2 separate regions of the Mus musculus genome follow, and region 2 is linked to region 1. Evidence: chromatin contacts called from public HiChIP or PLAC-seq data. All regions are on one chromosome and are shown on one strand. Each heading gives the region's core, a stretch centred on a gene start, on an enhancer-like site or on the middle of the called end of the contact. The rest is flanking DNA. Distances are from core to core; before and after follow the strand shown.

What was found. HiChIP or PLAC-seq counts read pairs in DNA pulled down with a chosen protein or histone mark.
Region 2: a FOXA1 HiChIP or PLAC-seq map of pancreatic cancer cells shows a contact between it and region 1. The contact joins the enhancer-like site here to the promoter of Krtap1-5 in region 1. A contact is called at or near these places in 12 of 39 promoter capture datasets (the C10 cell line, the HPC-7 cell line, cranial neural crest and 6 more), 1 of 115 datasets of contacts at active chromatin or transcription factors (pancreatic cancer cells) and 3 of 9 other capture datasets (adipose tissue, liver and macrophages).

Annotation. Positions count from the first base shown.
Region 1 is chr11:99,579,664-99,582,956 of GRCm38.p6, forward strand. Krtap1-5 (keratin associated protein 1-5) reads right to left here and starts at 1,353. Exons shown (of 1, transcript NM_027157.3): 1 at 314-1,353. The coding sequence starts at 1,302. The coding sequence ends at 934. It overlaps Gm32730 (a long non-coding RNA gene), which reads left to right and starts at 2,110. Exons shown (of 5, transcript XR_880207.2): 1 at 2,110-2,278. It overlaps Krtap1-4 (keratin associated protein 1-4), which reads right to left. Exons shown (of 1, transcript NM_001039502.2): 1 at 2,886-3,293.
Region 2 is chr11:100,072,098-100,075,351 of GRCm38.p6, forward strand. No RefSeq gene overlaps it. Among named protein-coding and RNA genes, the nearest start is that of Krt32, 15 kb to the right of the region's middle. Within about 2 kb of position 1,889, at least 9 of the 459 cell types and tissues checked have an H3K27ac peak or open chromatin away from gene starts, as enhancers often do. A contact at or near this core is called in pancreatic cancer cells, where this site is marked.

The DNA.
Region 1 (3,293 bases), core at 103-2,602:
CTGCCCACTAAGTTTACTTTTGTGAGCTGGGAAGAGGTTACAATTTATCGCATTCCATAGTAGCTATTTGAGCATATGATTTTTCTTTCTGTATAGCCATGTTGTCACAGGTAAGAATTGATCTTCATCATCTGTCAAGTCTCTATCATCTCTTCCAACTTCCTGCTTTAAAGTGGCACTTAATACATTTTAATGGAATGAGTGATACATGAAACACGATTGACTTCAGTCCCTCAGAGGGAACAAATGGATTCATTTAAGTACATTTTCTAATACCATAAGCAGATGAAACACAAGTAGAAACAAACCATAGTTAATTTGCCCAGGATATAAGCTTTATTAAGAAACATCAGAAGTCACAATGCTACAGATATAATGGAATGGCCAGCAGGCAAACGAATTATGATCCAAAAAAAATAAGGAAAGGATCCAGTGGAAAAGTGTAGAATGGTCTGGCCTATTTCTTAGCAGCCAGAAGTTGGTTAAGGAACTTCCATTTTTCTCTGATGACATCTGAAGAATGTCTCTCAGCTGTGGGCTGGTGTCTTTGATGTTAGAAAAGCTTTAAGTAAACAGAAGATAAAAGTTGGTCACCAAGCAGGAAGAATAGGATTACAGATTGTTCTAAAGAAAATATTCTTCAAGATTTTGACAATTTTCAATTCTGCAAGAGTTTCAGATGCAATACATCCAGAACAATTTGGTGGTCAGCCTGTGGGTTCTCAGCATTTCTGGATCCACTGTAGAGGGTCAAGGTATTGGTTATAGAACAGACTCGGACAGGGCTGTGATGCGCCTGTACTCTGAGGCCTCATAAAAGACAACGAAGCAAAGGTTGGAGAACTTGTTACTGCTCCAGAGTTGGTTAAGGAGATGCACAATTCAAGAATACCATGATCTGGGCAATCAAAAAATTAGCTCTTAATAGGTGGATTAGCAGCAGTAGCAGCAACAGGCTGGGCGGCAGCAGGACTGTCCACAGTAGGATGGACGGCAGCAGGAGGCCTGGGCGTGGTGCAGCTGGCAGCAGGTTGGGGGTATACAGCTCACCACACAGCAGGGGGGCAGGCAGGTGCCCTCCACGCGGCAGTCAGGGCGGCACCATCTAACACGGCAGCTCACACCTCCAAAGCCACCCTCCTGGCCACAGCCAATTCCACCCCCAATGCCATAGCCTGTCCCACAGCAGCTTGGCTGGAAGCAGCTGGTCTCACAACAGCTGGGCTGGCAGCAGCTGGAGCCACAGGTGCCACCAGTGGAGCAAGTGGGAAAGCCACAGAAGCTAGTAGCACAGCAGGCCATGTTGTCAGGAGTTGGTTGGATGTTGAGTAGGTTGGATGAGTTTCTGAGTTTGGGAGCAAACCTGAGCATGGGGCCTTTTATATAGTCAAGCAAGTTGCTGTTTATAAAATTCTTAACATATTTTTCTTGTTTTTTGTTTAAATTTGTTCCTCAGTGGTCCTCTGATTGGCTTCCATTGAAATACTTGTGACATATTATGGGGATGGTTTTGTTTTATAAGGTCGCTGTGACTCGTTCTATTGGCCGCATACTCTTTGGAGTAGCGTTTGTGGTTTCCATGTTCAAAGAGTCTTCTTACTGTAGGTTAAGACAACACCCTTACTCTGAATAGTTGTCATTCCACTTGGCCGTCTAGCCAAACCTCTGAAGCAGAAGGCCATATGACTGCCTTTCAAGCATTATTTTTCTCTCTTGCATAGATAGACTAAATTCTATTGAATTTAAAGCATTGGTGTATTTGCCAAATTGAGCATACATGTAACATCTACCCCATCGACACTGTCACCATAATCAAATGGTCTTCGTAGCTCTTTCCATTTCAATAGATTGGAAATGTGTAAGCGTTATTTGTATTTCAGGCCAGAGAGTTCTTTCACTGTGAACTAAATGACTTGTTTTTATTTTTTTTTTTTCTTTTTCTCTTCAGAAAGTATCCAGACTGATTTTCGCATATTCTTATTAAATGTTTACTGAATCTGATTCAGGGGTGATTAACTAAGGGGGGCGGAGTATAGGGTATGATTCATGAACGCCTGAACCACTCAAGAGTGAGTAAGAGCACTTTCAAGTTGTAGCGCTGCCCACAAAGACTTCTTTGCCGTGAAGACAGTAGGGAATAGTGAGCTATTTTTGTCTGAATTTAGTGGTTGGAAAAAGCTTGAGAAAAATATCTAGGAGTACAGTCATTCAATTCTCTCTTTTCTGGAATGTACCATTCTATTTGTAATCCATCGTTGCTGCCAATTTAATGAGAGAGGTAAGTGGTGGGGACTTGTAAATATCCTGAAAAAAAAAGTCTTAAGTCTTTATGTATTTTGTGTATTTAGTCAACTGCTTATATAAGAACTAAAATTACATGATAGACTCTACCTCCTTTTGTTCTAGGTTTGTGTTAACTTCTTAAGAAAGGCATTTTTTTTCAATTGGATTGCAAATTATAAATTGTGATATTGCTGTTTGAGATTTCTAAGGCATTTGTATGATGTGGTGGTGGAATTCAGCAGTTATACCTCAAAGCTGCTTGCTCTACTCTTATCTAGTACAGATGTATCCCTCATACACCCAGTAAGTGCAGGTGAATACTGGGAGTTGAAGTTTATACAGCTGGAGATCAGCAGAATGGAGTTAGGCCAAGTTGTAGGAACTGAACCCAAGTTCTATTGGAAATGGTATTGGCAGATATTTAGCAAAAGAGTTAGTAGATAATAATCTAGTTTCTTTATGTTGTGCATGGATAAAGAAAAATCATCTACTGTATTAAATGGGACAAGGTTTGAGTTGGTATAAAAAGTCCATGAAGGGTAACTCTATTGGTCTGGGTCCATTTTAATAAACATTCACACATTTAAATAGCCATGAATATTATTTAATGCACAGAACATTTTATTAGCAGACGATTCAAACATAAGTTAATTTTCATACAACCATTTTGCTTTAGATTATGTGCCTATGCCTGAAGATTACTATCATCTATAGATGGGCAGCTTAAAATTAGAAGATGCACAGAAATCTATTCACTTGTGCACAAAACACTTTATTTGAGAGCATCGGGGTCTCTTCAAGTGGAAAGCTTGATGGAAGACGTGTGGGGACCGAGGACTAGGGAATAAAGTCCACACCTCACTGGAATGATGTACTGCTGCATCCTTTGTGCATCATCTAAGCAAAGAAGGGTCCCTGGAACATGCTGATTGAGACGCGTGTTCAGTGGACTAATTCCAGCACGCCTTTGGGGATCCTGATGAAGAGTTCCACCTCCAGGAACAGGTTAA
Region 2 (3,254 bases), core at 639-3,138, 490 kb after region 1:
GGGCTGTCCTATGTCCCATAAATTCTCTCTGAATTCCAAGGCCAATCTCTTCTCTTCTCTTCTCTTCTCTTCTCTTCTCTTCTCTTCTCTTCTCTTCTCCTCTCCTCTCCTCTCCTCTCCTCTCCTCTCCTCTTCTCTCTTCTCTTCTATCTCTCCTCTTGTCTTCTCTTTTTCTTCTTCCTCTACTTCCTCGTCCTCTTCTTTCTTCTTTCTTCTCTCTCTCTCTCTCTCTCTCTCTCTCTCTCTCTCTCTCTCTCTCTCTCTGATTATCAGGTTTCTCCTGCCATTTGGCACTGTGGTCCCATCCTCCCTACCACTTACCTGATCATGTCTCATTGCCCCAGAGCCCAGATGCAAGGTAGATGTTCCACCTGTATGTGTTTAATACACTGGTGATAAATACAATGTGGTCAAGAAAAGACACTTGCGTGTTAAGCCAATGAATCGACATCTCACATTCTTAGCAATGTGAAAAAAGATAAATACCCAAACAGAGATGTGCTTATGAATTCACTCTTCAGAAAAGAAAGGGCAATCAATGCTAATTTATTTGGTGTGCCATTTGTGTGGTATAAATATTCCACTATAGTGAAGCCAGTAATGTGTCTCTGAGTGAGGAGTTGGAAAGAGATGCATAAAATCATCTCTTGGGAGGCAATAAGAGGTAGCTCCCACACTCACCTTGGCCCTGCTTTCCAAATGTGTGACAGTGGATTTTTTTTTAACGCATCAGTTTATTCTACAAATTCACAACGGGTAATGTATGCTATAGACCTACCCTTGAAAAAGAAGAAAGAAGTGTGGCCATGGTGCACATATAGCTTCCTCTCACCAGTCCCAAGATGCTTTCCTAGAGCCCCCAGGGCCACGCTGGACTGTGAGTCTGAAGGAATCAGGTAGGCCCCGGAAAGGGTGAAAGCAGCTTGCGCAACCCTGGCAATCATTCTCTTTCAGAGATGTGTGCTCCTCTCCTGAGCCAACCCCTGCACTTTCTGGTGCTGCCACGGACCCCAGAAAGATATGGCTCCATGTGAGACCACTAGGAATCATTAGGAGGAGGAAGCCAATATAGAGAAGGAACACAATACAAATGTAGGTCCGCTTCCGGACTTTAGTGGGAAAGACCTGTGTCTGAACTCCTGTGTAAGCAGGTTTTGTCATCCTCCAGGGAATTGTTGCCAATGCTCAGTTTTCTAGCCATTAGCAACAGCATTGCCTGGGAACTTCTTAGAAATACCCATTTTCAGGTCCCAGCCTGAACCTACTATATCAGGTCAGGACCAACAGACAGGGTTTGCACAAGTGTCCCAGGAACCTGTGACTCGTGGTAAGATGGGCTGACTTCTTAGAGCACAGGGAACAGTTGTACATACAGGGGTGAGAAACATCTGGAACAGACATAATGTCTTCTAAACCCAATGCAAACAGCTTCTAAGCATGGGAGTTGCAATAGACCAGACCCTGGTCAATGACTAGAGAGTCTGTTCCCAGTCACTTTCAGGCCAACAGCATCAGTATCCTGGCAAGTAAAGTCCAGATATCAGCTCTCTAGATGGTTCTGACTTTAGTGGAGGCTGGGAAGTGGTGACTTGGAGGTCTGAGAAAGGAGTGTGAGAAAAGACGCTGGAGTGAAGAGCAACCCTTCGGAGACAGGCATGCAGGCTCGGGCCTCCTCACAGGTTTCAGTTAAGTCACAGGATTCTCCTTTTCTCTGTGGCAAAAGAGGATTATACAATCTGCCTTTTGAGATCCTGGAGAGACTTCACATCTCACAGAGTGAGATTTGCTAATGGGATTTGCTTTGTTCATGAACAGCAAAGGGTTGCCAGGCCTCTTCAGCAATCCTGAGAACTAAACTTTCCCATTACTCATTTGTCTTTAGACAGTGCCTACTTATTTCACTGGTATAAATAGCAATACTCCAAGGGGGAATTAGTAATGTGTTTGCTTACAAGGTCTTCTCCACACCCTTGAGAAGTCTGGACTAGAGCCCAGATATTGGGGCTCAGCAAAGAACTGCCCTCCCCCTTCTGTGGGGTGGGTTCTTCTACATGAATACCAGGATTACAGGGTTGATGTGGATGCATGATTGAGGTCTGGGTGGGTAGGCCACACACCTGTGGTACATAGAGACTCATTTGGCATGTCAATCACGTGCAGGAAACAGACATTCTCAGAGTGGGAGGAAGCACATTTCACCTTAACTCTTCTTTGGTACAGACATCTGGGAAGTTATCATCAAGAATGGAGCTCCTATGCCTTGCAGGGTGAATACAGAACCCTGCATGCAAAGGGGATTAGGGGCTGGGAAGAGAAGATCTCAGAATCAAGTTCTCCCAGAACCAAGAGATAGGTTTAGGCCTAGAGGACTCCTGCACAGTCTGGGAGCCACCTCAGCCGGACTCTTGAACTGTAGAACCCCTTTTGCTGGTTCTCATTAGGTGTCCCCAGAAGCACTACACCCCCACACCCAGTGACAGGGAACCTGGGGCCCTCTATGCTCTTTACTAGTGCTATATGAGTTGTTCTCCCTAGATCCAGTCCTAGAAATTAGCAGTCCCCAAGGCCTGGTGTCCAGATAGGAAAGATTAGGCTTTTCTTTTCTGGTCCTAGAGCATTCCATTCAGAATTGCTGAACAGGCTAACTTGGGGGCTTTGTGCCATTAAAGGAGGGGGCATCCCTGTAAATGTTCCACCATTAGTACTACCACTTTCCAAGCACAGAGTTACTCCCCCAGAGACCCCTGCTGAGCCTCCATGCCAGACTCATCCTCCAACACCTGGACCAGCTCTTTGTATGGGCCTCTACCCTCTGGCACAGGGCGACACACTCTGGACCTGTGGTGGCAGAGGCAGATGAGCAGCCAGCAGCTCTCTGAACAGCAATCTTCTTTCTTTGTTCTTCTCTGGCCAGGAACTGAGATGTCAGCTTTTACTGAGAGAGTCCACAGGTTTGGGGCAAGGGTTATTCCATCAGTATCTGTCTTTGAAGTAGGTGCCAGTACTGAAGGTTGGACAACCAATGGGTAGAGTTCTGGGGTGGCTGCTTGCCCAAAGCTATCTGGAGTAGAAAAAGAGTCTTCACAGAAGAGGGACTCTTGTGACACCAAGAGCCATGATCCTAGAAAATATAGTTTGCAGATGAGTTACAAGAGCCAAATGCCCAGCCATGAGCTTATGTCCACCCACTGAGTGAACAGATGCAATACTGCAATCCCTAGCCCCAGCACTACATGGGAAACAACTCTTCAGCA